5 separate regions of the Mus musculus genome follow, and all the other regions are linked to region 1. Evidence: chromatin contacts called from public Hi-C and promoter capture Hi-C data. All regions are on one chromosome and are shown on one strand. Each heading gives the region's core, a stretch centred on a gene start, on an enhancer-like site or on the middle of the called end of the contact. The rest is flanking DNA. Distances are from core to core; before and after follow the strand shown. Region 1 holds the start of Ythdc1 (YTH domain containing 1). Region 2 holds the start of Rchy1 (ring finger and CHY zinc finger domain containing 1). Region 3 holds the start of Cnot6l (CCR4-NOT transcription complex, subunit 6-like). Region 4 holds the start of Ccng2 (cyclin G2). Region 5 holds the start of Polr2b (polymerase (RNA) II (DNA directed) polypeptide B).

The links. Promoter capture Hi-C pulls out the DNA fragments that hold promoters and counts their contacts. A called contact is a pair of places that touch in the nucleus more often than the background predicts.
Region 2: a contact with region 1 is called in a promoter capture Hi-C map of pre-B cells. The contact joins the promoter of Rchy1 here to the promoter of Ythdc1 in region 1. A contact is called at or near these places in 1 of 39 promoter capture datasets (pre-B cells) and 3 of 484 Hi-C or Micro-C datasets (CD4 T cells, CD8 T cells and regulatory T cells).
Region 3: a contact with region 1 is called in a promoter capture Hi-C map of pre-B cells. The contact joins the promoter of Cnot6l here to the promoter of Ythdc1 in region 1. A contact is called at or near these places in 2 of 39 promoter capture datasets (cranial neural crest and pre-B cells).
Region 4: a contact with region 1 is called in a Hi-C map of neutrophils, with 7 times the contacts expected there. The contact joins the promoter of Ccng2 here to the promoter of Ythdc1 in region 1. A contact is called at or near these places in 1 of 39 promoter capture datasets (cranial neural crest) and 2 of 484 Hi-C or Micro-C datasets (CD4 T cells and neutrophils).
Region 5: a contact with region 1 is called in a promoter capture Hi-C map of pre-B cells. The contact joins the promoter of Polr2b here to the promoter of Ythdc1 in region 1.

What each region holds. Positions count from the first base shown.
Region 1 is chr5:86,802,982-86,805,681 of GRCm38.p6, reverse strand. It overlaps Ythdc1 (YTH domain containing 1), which reads right to left and starts at 1,416. Exons shown (of 17, transcript NM_001347375.1): 1 at 1,091-1,416. The coding sequence starts at 1,118.
Region 2 is chr5:91,961,816-91,964,515 of GRCm38.p6, reverse strand. It overlaps Rchy1 (ring finger and CHY zinc finger domain containing 1), which reads left to right and starts at 1,448. Exons shown (of 9, transcript NM_026557.4): 1 at 1,448-1,886. The coding sequence starts at 1,797. It also overlaps the pseudogene Thap6.
Region 3 is chr5:96,160,686-96,163,385 of GRCm38.p6, reverse strand. It overlaps Cnot6l (CCR4-NOT transcription complex, subunit 6-like), which reads left to right and starts at 1,396. Exons shown (of 12, transcript NM_144910.2): 1 at 1,396-1,449. It overlaps Gm52799, which reads right to left and starts at 1,591. Exons shown (of 2, transcript XM_030254979.1): 1 at 1,495-1,591; 2 at 1-1,247. The coding sequence starts at 1,591. The coding sequence ends at 631.
Region 4 is chr5:93,266,285-93,268,984 of GRCm38.p6, reverse strand. Ccng2 (cyclin G2) reads right to left here and starts at 1,412. Exons shown (of 8, transcript NM_007635.4): 1 at 1,188-1,412; 2 at 226-363. The coding sequence starts at 363.
Region 5 is chr5:77,309,108-77,311,807 of GRCm38.p6, reverse strand. Polr2b (polymerase (RNA) II (DNA directed) polypeptide B) reads right to left here and starts at 1,324. Exons shown (of 25, transcript NM_153798.2): 1 at 1,178-1,324. The coding sequence starts at 1,196. Noa1 (nitric oxide associated 1) reads left to right here and starts at 1,722. Exons shown (of 7, transcript NM_019836.3): 1 at 1,722-2,700. The coding sequence starts at 1,752.

The sequences.
Region 1 (2,700 bases), core at 167-2,666:
ACTCAGGAGGCAGAAGCAGGCAGATCTCTCAAGTTTGAGGCCAGCCTGTCTGCAAATCAAGTTCCAGAACAGGCAGGGCTACATGGAAACCATGTCCCTAAGGGGGGGGGGGGGGGGAGGATGCTTATGACAAAGACAGATCTTTAAACATATTCCCACTCAAGACAGACCAGAAAAGTGGAAAAAAGCTTTAATGACTGTTCAGCCCACTTAACAAATCTCCACCTCAAATTTAATGAGCCACAAGCAGAGATTTGTGAAATGCAGGGCAGCAAGTGTGCACTATTTTCTTCTAAGACTGTCGCGATAGTCCCAGAGCTGAGAACTCTCTCAAGACTGCATCCCATCTAGACGAGTATCTTCTATGGTCTGGATCCTATACTGGCATCTGTGGTCTCTATATAGTATTTCAGAAGAAATGACATTTTATCAACTAAAATGTTTTCTTTTTATCTTTCCAAGTCTCTCTAGCCTCCACCTACGTATTCCTCGCTGAATCTTTTGAGAACTCTGCACTATTCTGGGAGATCCGTTGCTAGGACTTTTGGAAGAAGGGGCATGGGTGTTTGTTTGTTTGTTTGTTTTTTTCCTAATATCTTTCTTTCCAAAGTAAATACTCGAGGAATAAAAGAAGCGATTCTTAGCTTATCCAAAAGATCAGTGAGAAGCTACTTACAGGTATTTCTCATGATTAATAATCCACCTGAATGAATTAAACTAGTCTACTCACTAGTCTAACAATGCTAACTGTGACGTTATTTTCGAAAAAAGTCAACCAAAAAGACGACAGTTCAGAAAAATACGCATTACATCCGCATAATCCGGCCAGGAAACGTGCCCGGGGGCAAGTTCCTCAAAGCAAGCCCTCTCCCAACCGCTCCCGGGAGTGACGAGAGAAGCAAAGCCCTGGTCGAGGTGGGAGCCGCCGCAGAGACGAGGACGCCGGGCCCAGCAGGCCAGGCCTCGCAAGGAGCGGGTCACGATGCGGCCGCCTGCTCTGCGCGAGGCCCTAACCTCCCGCCTCGCCCGCAGGCCGCGGCTCCTAGGTCCCCTCGCCCGGCCGCCCCGAGGCCCCGTCCTCCACACTCACCTTTCTCCTCCCGGCTGTCGGCCGCCATGGCTGCCCTCCGGCTTCCGCCGCCGCCACCGCCGCCGCCGGGACGCGAGTCGCGCGGGCGCCGCAGACGCGGCCGCAGGCGCACGAGTCCGTCCGTCAGTCCGTCCGGCGGGCCGCGCGCTTCGACCTGACCTGCTCCACTCAGCTTCCTACGCGCAACCCTTCCTCCCGTGCTCTGGTTCTCTTCCCGCCTGGCTCTCTGGCCTCGGTCGGCGCGGGCTTCAGCCTTCCTGTTGGGGTTCGGCCACCACAGAGACAAGGGGGAGGAGAGAGACACAGATGGCGACGCCGGGCGGCGCTAAAATGGAGCCTGCTTCCTGCGCGAAACAATCCCGCTCCCGAAATGCCTTGCGCTGTTTACGCTCTGTGCCTCTCGCGGAACGTCACAGTGCGGGGAACCGGGGCGGGGGCGGAGGCGGGGACGGGGACTGGAGCGAGAAGCGGGACGTAAGAGGGCGTGACTTCGGCACGTCGTCCCGCCCCGCGCGCAAACTTGACGTCCAGGGAACCGCCCTCGTTCCAGAGGATAATCGGTATTTAGGCTTCTCTGCTGTGCTTCCTACAGCTCAAGGATGCAGACATCTCACCAGAAACGTTTGGAAGGCCTTGAATGGTTAGTGTGAGACACCATCAGAAAGGGTGTTATGTCTTTCTTTGGTTTTACGAGACAGGGTTTCTCTGTGTGGCCCTGGCTGTCCTGGAACTCACTCTGTAGACCAGGCTGGCCTCGAACTCAGAAATCCGCCTGCCTATGCCTCCCAAGTGCTGAGATTAAAGGCATAAACCACCACTGCCCGGCTATGTCTTTTTTATATATTTAATTTTCTTTTATTTGATTAGTAGTGTCTACTACTTCTTTTTAAATATTGTTCTAGGACCAGGGGTTAAGAATAGCTTTATTGTTGGGTGGTATTTGGGCTCATCTTTAATCCCAGCACTGGAGAGGCAGAGGCAGAGGCAGAGGCAGGAGGATCCCTGTGAGTTCGAGGCCATCCTGGCATACAGATTGAGTTCCAAGACACCCATGGCTACACAGAAACCCTGCTTCAAAAATAAACAAACAAATGTGTTCTCCCTCAAAGGAAGTCTGAGTTTATCTTCTAGTTAAGGCAGCCAAGGTTTGAGTAAACAAATTGAAAGTTGTGCTGACGCCAGGAGTGGTGGTGCACACCTTGAAACCCAGCATTCTGAAAGCAGAGGCAGGGGAATCTCTGAGTTAGAGCCCAGCCTGGTCTATAGAGTGAACAGTACTGGGATAGCCAGGGCTACAGTGAAACCTTAGCTCAAAAGAAAAACAAACAAAAAAAAATGGAAAGGAAGAAAAAAGACAAAAGGGAAAAAGAAAATTGTGAACTTTATTAAAAAAAAAAAAAGCTAGCTAGAAAAGGGTGATGCATACCTTTAATCCTCCCATTAGGGAGGAGGCAAGCAGATATCTGAGTTCAAGAACAGCCTGGTCTACAAAGCAAGATCCAAGACAGCCAGGGCTACACAGAGAAACCTTGACTTGGAAAACAGAGAGAGAGACAGACAGACAGACAGACAGACAGTTGCTATAGTGATAAGACCCCTTTTTATGGAGA
Region 2 (2,700 bases), core at 199-2,698, 5.2 Mb before region 1:
CTCATACATAGCAGGTCTATAAATGCCTTATGAACTCATGCGGAGAACAGCTGGCACGTCTACGGTTCTGGAGCTACAATTACTTTGACATATACAGGAGGCAATAATCAGACTTCTCAACATTTCTAAGCTAGTTCAATATTGTTTTGGGACATGGTAGCACATAGGTTCTTTTTATTTCCCTGCCTAGTAAAGTAACTAGATCTTTCCCTAGTAATAACAGTGCTTCACAAAAGCTGCGAACATCCTAAGTATGCTTATTAAATCCTATTAGACCCTTCCTAGGGTGTCACAGGAATGGCTAAACACTAAATTAGAATCCTCAAACTCACACAGCTAAATAATCCTTGATCTGAACATGTAGTTTACAGTGAACCACTCCACCTCATCTATTTCTAAAAAGAAGGTATGGGTATTTGAACAGAGCCCTCAGTTAGATGATGATCGACATATGAACAGTAGAGACCGTAACACAGTTAGAATGCAAACATTAGCAAAGACGAGCCTGACAATTTGTGCGTGGGGGTATTTTATTTTTGGTGGGGGTGCTATCTGGTCTTTCATTCCTTGGCACTTGAAACTTGCACATTATAAAGGGACCATTGTCAGTTCAAATTTAACAAGGTTATTTTAAAAAGACTGGGAACAAAAGCTTGTAACTGCAGACTCTGGTAGAATCATTTTTAGTAAAAAGTTAAAAGTATCTGGCTTGAGTACAGCAAAGTCTTACACATGAAATGTCAGTCCTTTTAACTTGGAATTTGGTAAACAGCGAGAGGCACATCCAATGGCCGAGCAACCTTTCACCATGTTTTTAGCAACTCCTAACACAACTGGAAGAGAATTAAAACGAGTTAGTAACTCCAGGGCTAAGCTAAAGGCATCTCCTCCCGGACAATTGCCTCCCTTCTCCCAGATCCCAACACCTGAAGTTTTGCTGATAAAATGCTCTAAGTCTTGGTATTTTGTAAGAGTGGACATAAAGTTATGCACCTTGAGGTCTGAGATTCAAACTCTGCAGGCTTCTTTATTTCTCTCATGTTCTTACGGGCCAGATTTTTCTCTCCCACAGGTCTGGTACACACTAACTCCTGCTGGCGTACTGTTTGCCATTCAACTTTCAGCTCGAGCGTCTCCTTCCCCAGGGACACCACACAGGACTGTCCTTCCAGTGTGGAAGTTGTGACCTCATCTAATGCCGTGGCGTTCTCCCCCTCCCCATTTGTGAGTTCCACGGGGGCGTGGCGTGGCTACTTGTTTTTCACTTTGCGTTCTTAAGTCCTGGGTGGGTGACAGCACAATATTTTCTAAAGGGGGCGCAGGGAAAAAAGGAGACCGGGACAGCCGCCGGCACTCGGACCTGCGCGCGCAGCCGCCGAGCCCCGCCCCCTTTCGGAGCAGCCGCGGGAGGGGCCGCTCCTCACCGGCGCCGGCGGCTCGCAGCAGCGCCCGCCAGACGACGCAGCGGTCCCCTTCGCCCGCAATCAGGGCTGGCAGCGATGCCGGGGCGGGGAAAAAGAGCCAACCTAAGACTTACTACCATTAGCAGTGACGACAGCGACTAACGTGGACGACGGACTAAGCGTCTCACTTGGCTTCCACCCCTTACACCAGGGACCGGAAATCCGGATGCTGCAGATCACGTGATTGGACCCCCCCTTCCTGACTCTGGTGGCCGCTGCTCCGAGGAGGAGCGGGTGTCCGACCGACTCTGCTTCCTTAAGGCGTGGCTTCCAAGCTGGGGGAAAGGTTCAGTGGCTGGTGAGGGGGAGGTGGTGGAGGAGGAGGAGGAGGAGATGGCGGCGACGGCGCGGGAAGATGGCGTCCGCAACCTGGCGCAGGGGCCGCGGGGCTGCGAGCACTATGACAGAGCTTGTCTCCTCAAGGTGACGACTTTAGAGGGTACCTCCTCGATGAGCTGCGGTCGGGTCTGGCAAGGGCAGGTTGGGCAGAAGCTTCAGACCGAGCTGCTTGTCAGGATACCTGCCATCTGGAGTTGGGCTCTCCTTGCAGGAAACGTTTTGGCAAGGCGAGCAGGAGCTCTGTACTCGATCGCCGCTGCAAGCCAAGTTCTTGTTTGTAAAGACTTGGCCCTTGCTTAAATTCACCTCCCTTGTGGGTTTATCCGTCATTTGCGGTTGACAGTAGAATGAGGAAGTGAAAGGGCCTTGGCATTTCTGTCAAGTGCGTATGATGCAGTGATGAAAGCATAAGCAAGGGAAGAATCAGAATATAATTTCTGTACGTGTAGGAAGTTTATAGTATGGCTTGTCAGCTTCATTTTTTTGTCTAGGAATATGCCCAGACCTGTCCAGGAGAAAATGTCTGTGTGAAGTGAGAGTTGGGTGATTGCCATTAAGTTGGATATTGGAGGAGTGCCTAATACATATATGCTGTCATTTTTCCTGCTTGAGACGTTCTAGTCATCTAGAGTTTTTAAAAATGACTCTCACACAGTTAAGACTTACCTGATTTTTTTTTTTAAGAAGCAGTTTTAATATTTTGTTGAGAAAGCCTGAGATTTGAGCTGGGGTTATAACTCAGCCTTAGAATTGAGTTTATAATGCTGAAGGCCTTGGCTTCAGTCTTCAGAAGTCGCCTCCCACTGAGAAGAAACTTTGACTCTTGGAATCCTATAGCTTTCCCTTCATAGTTTAGATTGTCCTTAACTTGCTGTGTAATTTGGAGCAAGCTACTTTT
Region 3 (2,700 bases), core at 147-2,646, 9.4 Mb before region 1:
ATATTTGAGAATAAAACATATTGAATCGACTCTGGACCGGCGTCGGTAAATACCCAGCACAGAGCCATGCGCCGGGAGAGACGGAAAAGTGCAAAATCCAAGGCAGCACTCTGCCTTGCAGAGCACATGCAATTTGCTTCTAGCTTTGTTGGAAGAAGCTTCAGGTGGCACAAGTAAAATCCTCCGGACTTAAAATAGCAAGCTCCATTCACACGGTAACCAATAATATTTCCAGTTTACACTTAAATGTTTTCACTCCGTAACCGCCGCAAACTGCCAAATACAATTTTATCGCGAGAGAGGATTAAAAATAGGACGGGGTTATCGCAGAGCGTCATAGGCTTTTAAACCCACCTCCCGCCATGCAATTTACACATGCTGTTTTTAAAAAGAAGAAGAAGAAGTCAAGAAACCCACTGAGGACGTCAGAAAACATTTCCTTGGGTCGTTCCACCTCACCTGAGGTCTCCTTAATTAACCACCCAGAATGCCCTGAGCTCTGCTGTGGGCCTGCGTGGGCCAGCGTCAGGAAACAGTGCAAGCACCCGCGTGTCCCTTCCCCATCCCCAGCATCAGCACCTAGGTTCTGCTAATCGTACGAGTCTTCTCGGCTTCTACCCTCCACTCAATCTAATAAAGCAGTTTTTTTTTTTTTCCCAAAACACCAGCGAGGGCGACGGTAAGAAGCGAGCCAGGCGCTTGGCCGTCCCGCGCGCACGCGCAACTCCCGAAGCGCGGCGCGCCGGGGCCCCGCCCCCTTCCCCTCACCCCACCCCTCGGCGCCGGGGAGTGACTGACTCCCGCCAGCCCCTCCACGTCAATCAACTCTCCTCCTCCTCCTCCTCGCACTCTCTGCACCTTGTTATTAATCTCTAAAGCGATAGCGCCTGGACTTCTCTCCCCGGCCCTCGGGGTTGTGAGCGTGTGTGAATTAGAGCGAAGGCATCGAAAGCTCGCGTCTCTCTCTCTCTCTTCTCCCTCTCTTTTTCTCTCTCCTCGGCCCCGGCCTCGGCAGCGACCCGGCTCGGCATCGACCCCCGCGGCGGCGGCAGCCTCAGCGCCAGGAGGCCAAGGCCAAGGGCGGGCTCCGCGAGGCTTTCGCAGCGGCGTCTCCGGCGACCGCGGGCCCTCTCCTACGCGCCCCGGTCGCCCCGGTCCTGCGCGGCGCGGCCCGCGTCCCCCCTCCCCGCCCCCCGATCCGTCTGCTCTGCGCTCCCTTCGGCCGCCCTCCGCCGCCTCGGTGGTTCCTCAGGCGGCCCGGCCCGGCCCGCCCGCCCCGCGTCCCCTCCGGCCGGTGCCTCTCCCCCCGGCGGGCTGCCTGCATGTCTTTACTGCCCTCAGCCCCGCCGCCACCGCCGCCGCCGCCTCCCCCGCCGCCGCAGCCCCAGCAGCAGCCGCCCCGCCGCCGCCGCCGTCGCCGCCGTCCGGACCCTGGCGCGCTGAATGCAGGTGAGGAGGGGGCGCGGGCCTCGACTCCCGGCCCTGCGCGCTCGCCTTCCGGGGCCCGGCCTCCCGCCGCCGCCGCGGCCCCTCGGGGTGAGCGGGCGGGCGTGGGTGTTTGTGTTTGCGTCTGAGGTCTGGAGGGGAGCATCTGTGGGGCCCTGGTGCGCGCGCGCGTGTTTGTGTGTGTGTGTTTCCCCAGCCGCGGGGAAATGGCTGCTGGTGCTCGTTCAGGGCCCGCGGAGGAGAATGAGGTAGAGTGTTTCCGTGCCTCGGAGTCGGACCGGGAGTGGAGCGAGGGGGAGCGCGTCTCCCCGGGGAAGTGAGGTGGGCGAGGGACGAACGTGTGTGGGTGTGTGAGTTGGGACTTTGGCGGGCGGGAGGCGGCCCCGCGGCGAGTGGGTGTGCGTGTGTGTCGCGTGTGTGTGTGTCTGCGTGTGTGTGTGTCGGGCGGCGGGAGCCGGCCCGCGTCGCCTCAGGGGGCGCGGGTTCCAGGCCGTGTGCGTGTGGGGAGGGGGACGGAGTCGGGGACCCCAGAGCGTCGAGGTCCTTCCGCTTCGAGGCCGGGGCTCAGAGCCTCACAGGTGAGAACGGCTCGGCGGGAACCCACGCCGTGGACGCGGGAGGCAGTGCGGCCCCCACGGCGGCGGGCGGCGGGCAGCGGGGGCTCGGGCCGCGGTTCCCGAGGCCGGGGCCGCGGCAGGAAGCGCGCCGGCCTGCAGCGCGGCCTAACCGTCTTCGCGCCCGGTGGCCTCCCCAGACGCTCCTGGGACTCCGTCCTCGCGCGGGCCCCGGGCGCTGCCCCGGGCCTGGCCAGGTGAGGGTCGGGGGCGGGACACGCGGATCGTGGTCGCCTGTGCCGCCTCCGCGTCTCCCAAGGGGAGAGGAAGGCATATTTTGGCGTTCTAACTGCAGGCCTTCCCAGGCTGGCGTGGGGAACCCGAGGGAAAGTGAATCAAAACAGGAAATCTCGGAATTCGTGGGGTTCGGATCTCCTCTTTCCGTCCGTCCTTTAAGGCTGTGCGAGCAGAGGCTTGAGTAAATACGTTCTTTGTTGTTGCAGTTGTTGCAGCGGATACTTTATCGTTGGTTAGATTTTTCACTTCCCTGGAAATCACTCTGGAAAGGCAGAGAGGAAGAAAGGGAAACTGGCCTTGTTGGCCTGTGGTGTTGGTGGGATTGGATCAATTTTGTGAATTTGAAATGGCTTATATCCTGCCTCCTAGAGGGAAAGGCGTGGACACAGAACTGAGGAGGTCA
Region 4 (2,700 bases), core at 163-2,662, 6.5 Mb before region 1:
TAGGAATTTCCCACCACCAGAAGAAACGCCTCTACAGTACACTTGGTATAACTTCCACATTCACTAAAAACAAAAGCAGAACCCTTTCACGTTTCACGTTTTTTCTTAGTACGGTGAGGCCAATTTTGGATTTAACTTTTTAGCCTTTGGTACTGATTTGGTACGAGGAAAACCAAAAAGTTACCTTCCCACCTTCCCCCAAGTCCTATCAATTCTCAAATTTACCTCCGGGGTAGCCTCCATCAAGATCAGCCCTTTTTCCCGAGGTTGGTATCTCTGTTCTTGTTCCAGGTAGAAGTTCAACAATCCGAAAAGCTGAACCCCTTCGCCACCTGCCAAGTGCTTGGCCCCCAAATCCTTCATCTGCAGCAAATACACCGCGGCCGGTTAAGAATATAATCCGGATACGTAGGGTGTGAGAGCAGAAGGAGCTGGCCGCGATCCCTCCAGCTAGGGGCGCCCCAGATCACGCAAGCCAGAACCGGGTGAGGGGGGGATCGGTCACGTCCGCCAGCCTCAGGGGAATCCTCCCCTAAAGACATGGAGGCGTGGCATGGGGGGGCAGTATCTCGGTCACCTCCGCTGGCCAGGGCTAGTTCTGATCAGCTCTGTGGCCGACAGCGTTTGACGTACAGGAAAAGTGTCCAAGAAGCGTAATGTCCCCTACTGTCCGCATCACCTGGACAGCACAGCAGGGACTTCTAACTAGACTCTAGGCCCTAGAGGAAAGCGGGGGACCGGAAGACTGAAGCCACCGAAGCGGGTTCTGGGGCGGGGCGTTGCACAATAGGAGAGAAGGGAGGGGGAGTCTCGAGACTGAACAAAGAACTGGAAGGAGGCGGCTTCGGAGCCCCGCCCCGGGAGCCCGTCGCGGAGCCCACCTCCAAGCTACCCCCGCAGCTTCTGCAGCTTTGACGAGCCCCGCAACTCGAGACAGGGCGGCCCAGTAGCTTGGGGGATGCTGGGGAGACAGTGGGGAGTCCAGTACGCCCGCAGCGAGCAGTAGCCTAATACTTGGGCTCAGTAACGGTGCGAAGCCCCGGGGCTGTCAACCCACCGTATAGCCTCAGAACACCCTGGAGCCCCTGTCAGTCCCTCAGCTGCGGCTGGGGGACTCCACCATCAAAGCAAACCGCGATCCAGACCCGGAGCCACCAAACCCAGAGCCACCCGGGAGGCCCACTCACCGTGTCGGCCCCGGCGTCACGGACCGGCGCGGCGGGGGCGTCCGGACCCGTCTCCGAGCTCAGGGACCAGCCTCCTCAGCGGCACCCCGAGACCCGCATCCGACCTCCCCGCCGCCGCCCGGCCTCACAGCCCCGGCTGCATCTTGCTCCTCAGCGGGGCTCAGCGCCCGCCCTGCACCGCCACCTCCTCCCGGCTCCGCCGCAGCCTCCGGAGCTGAGCAAACCCCTTGTTTTTGTTTTGAGTCTGCGACGCCCCCAAGGGGCGGGGCGCGTGACTGCGCGCGGAGGGATCCTCGCTCGCTCGCCCAGTGGATCTGAGAAAAAGAGTCCCTGCTCCGAGCCTCAGTTCCCAGCCTCTCTTGGCCCCTTCTGTTCCTCTTGGCCTTGCGGAGCCAGGATCTATGGTAGGGAGTGGAATCTGGATTCCAGCCTCATTTCAGAATGGAACCGGAAGGGAGCAAAGATGAGCGAGCCGATCGGAGAGCGGAAGGAGACAGTTTCTGGACGCCTCACACCTTTTAAAGGTCCCCCGATTTGTTTTGTTTTCGCTGTTTTGAAAAGTCCGCCCAAAGTAGCGGGCTCCCTGATTGGACAAGGGTGGGGCAAGCCGACTGCTGAGGACTTGATTTAATCTCGAATCTGGATTGGCTGGCCGACTGGCTGTTGCGTCCTCTGATTGGCTCTCAATATATCCCGACTCTCTTATCTTCTTCCGGGGCCTTAGCAACTCTGGGGTCTGGATTGCGCATGCTTGGGTGGGTGGCATTTGTGGTGCTCGGTTACGTGCCGGGGTCCACAGCTGCCTAGGAACTCTAGCTCAGTCTAGGCGAGGCCCGAGGCTGTCGCCTCTGGTCACACCCCGAAAATCCGAGGTCACATAACTCTGTAACAGCGTTTCCAGGAGTGCAGAAGGGCGTCCTGAACTTCTTAGTTGTACCACCGGTGTATTTTGCAATAAACAGTCAAGCTCTTAACATTCCAAGATGCTTACCGAGATAATTTTTTTTTAATCGATCTGACTCAGGAAAGAAAAAAAGCTAAATTCAACTAGTTGGTTACACAGCTGACTTGTTGAAGTTGGGCGGTGGGTAGTAGAGACTGCATTACAGAATTGTGAGTGCATTTGTGTGCCTTGAAATTTTTTTTCCATAATAAAAAGTTCAAAGGAGGGACCTTTCAATAAAAACTGCAGATTGATGAGGGTATATAGATATCTAATAAGTGTGCTTCTAGAGGTTATGGTTGTACTGTTTGCTTTTGGTTTTAATGAAGGCTCCCACAGCCTCTTGGTTCTTGATCGCCCATAAATTATCATTTATTGTCTATTATAATTAACGTTGTTATTAAGCTGACACCTCTCCTAAGGCAGAGCAAAAACCAAACCAACTAGATGCCTTAGGCAGGGCTAACTTTCACACGGAGTGGAGTATCTGTCGGGAGGCAGGAAAATTCCCTAGATTGTTTTGGTTTTGTTTGTTTGTTTTACTTTCTATTCCCTCAGATCTCTGCCTCC
Region 5 (2,700 bases), core at 75-2,574, 9.5 Mb after region 1:
GGCCCACACTAGGCAGTACGAGCACCAGGCTACATCTCCAGTCCAGTAAGAAAGCTTCGTTTGAGCATCACGCTCCTGTTAAAAGTATCTGAAGAGTGAAATATGCTCTACAGAAATATATAGTCTGAGGGCCATGAACCTGAATTCAAACTCCAGGACCTCTATGGTACACCCCATGAGTGCGCCCACATTCATACATATGCACAAAATAAATAAATGTCATATGGTTTTAAAGCTCCTAAATTTCCTTCAAGTAAGAATAACTTTAAAAAGAATATAACGATTCTAATAGATTCTAATGAGGTATGAATGGGTCTGAGACATTGAAGCAATTTTAAAAGTTAAAGCGTTTGCTTCTATTGTTTCCATGAGAAAAGGGGGAGGGAGGGGAATGCATAGGACAGCCACAAAGTTGGGAGCTGGAATAAAATGATTTTTGATCAGAGAAAAGGGAGCTTAAAAAAAACACACACACAACATGAAAATAAAATGGGTAGGACTAAGAAGTGTTCATACAAAAAGTAAAAAGCCATTTTGTCCTCGTGAAAATGGAAAACATACCATCCTAGAACTGTCATCTCGTGGGAAGTGACCGCTTAAGGCCATCTTTTAAGGCAGTTTACTTAAACTGAAGACAGTGTGAAGGAATGTCAACCCAGAACCCGTTCTTTGTCCCTAATACGTCCAGAGTTTAACAATGTCTAACACAAGGACGTGGTCAAAAATTGAGCTTCCTGGGCCTAGAAATATGGCTCAGAAGCAGAGTATGTGCAGACAGGCCCTGGGTTCAATTCCCTGTGCCGTTTAATAATAATAATAATAATAATAATAATAATAATAGCTATTCAATAAGTCGACTGAAATGATAAATGAAATCAATCAACATCAAACAACTAAATGTTAGTTAATAAGCTACGCTATGTCGATTCTGGAAGGTGGTTACAGATTTAACGGGAGGCCGTGTAGGGAGCAATCAAGCCGACCCAGGAACGTGAACCCCGAGCCTGCACCGCTAGCAAAGCCCACTTCGTTCCCGGGCTAAATCGTAGGAACCAGGCTGCCGGGAGCCCGCGCGCCACGGACGGGATGCGGCGGCTGGCGCTGATCCCTGCTGCAGGTCCCCCGCCGTCCCGCCTAAGGGGCTATAGCGTGAAGCGTGCCTCAAGCGGTCACTTACCCTCGTCGGCGTCATACATCTTGGCCAAAGGTTTCTGGAGCTCTTACTCGGAATCGCAAAGCTGGAGACGGGAAGCGCGGCGGCAAACTCAAGAGTGCGATACCAAGCAATGTCCGTCTCCGACGTTCCCAGAATCCTCGGCGTCTCAGCGAGGGGGCGGGGTGTGAGGCTTGCGCCTGCGCAGACGACTGGCAAAGGGTCTGGCTGGACTTGAACTACGCATGCGCGAGTGATGACTAGCTGGCTGCCGCTGAGGACAGACGGCTCCTTAGCCAGAAGTTAGGTTACGCTAATGAAAGTTTCTTGCTGCGTGTTTTGATTTGTTTGAAGATTTATGAAAGAAATGGCTCCGCGTGTGGACTGAGCACTGGAGAACCTTCTGCTCACCCAGCTCTATCGAGTCCGTGCCTTTGCACGTCTGCCTGAACTCTCGAGTTTCAGAGCTGTCATCGCGAGAGTGCGAGAATCGGCCGCACTGTTGGACAGTTCCCTCTCGTCTAGTCGCTGGGGGAGGAACTTCTCGGACGCGAGCGCGCGTGCGCGCGCGAGGCCCCGCCCTCCTCGCGCTGTCCACATGCTGCCCGCGCGCCTGGCTTGCGGGCTGCTCTGCGGGCTCCGGCGGGGCCCCGCGCCGGCCGCTGCGTGCTACGGCCCAGCACGGTGGCTTCTGGAGGGGAAGTGTGAGGTCCCCATCCGCCAGCGTGCATCATCCTTGGGCCGTCGGGTTCCCCCGAGCTCCACGGCGACCGAGGACTATGCAGAAGGCCCGGACACGGAGGAACGCTTTCTGTTCCCGGAGTACGTCCCGGAGCGGACCCCGGAGGAACAAGTGCGGGAGTTGCAGGAGCTGCGGGAGTTGCAGCAGCTGCAGCAGGAGAAGGAACGAGAGAGATTGCAGCAGCGGGAGGAGCGGCTTCAGCAGAAGCTGCGGGCGGGCTTCCGGACGCTGCCTGTCCCGGAGTTTCCAGACGCCTCGGTGCCGCCCAGCGGCATCTACTGCTCGGGCTGCGGAGCCGAGCTGCACTGCCAGCATCCCGGCCTGCCGGGCTACCTGCCGGAGGAGAAGTTCCGCGACGCTGCCCAGGCGGAAGGCGGCCCGGCGCGGACCGTGTGCCAACGCTGCTGGCTGCTGGTGCACCACGGACGAGCCCTGCGCCTGCAGGTAAGCCGCGATCAGTACCTGGAGCTTGTGAGCGCAGCGCTGCGGCGTCCCGGGCCGGCTCTGGTGCTCTATATGGTGAATCTTCTAGACCTGCCGGACGCCCTGCTGCCCGACCTGCCCAAGCTGGTGGGCCCCAAGCAACTCATCGTGCTGGGGAACAAAGTGGACCTGCTGCCCCAGGACGCTCCCGGCTACTTGAAGCGGCTGCGGAAGCGGCTGTGGGACGATTGCATCCGCGCCGGGCTCGTGGTGGCTCCTGGTCATCAAGGACCACAGTACCCTGCCGGGGATGAGCCACTGGAGGAGATAAAGAATCAGAATCCGTCCTCCAGGTCCCGCACGGTAGTCAAGGACGTGCGAC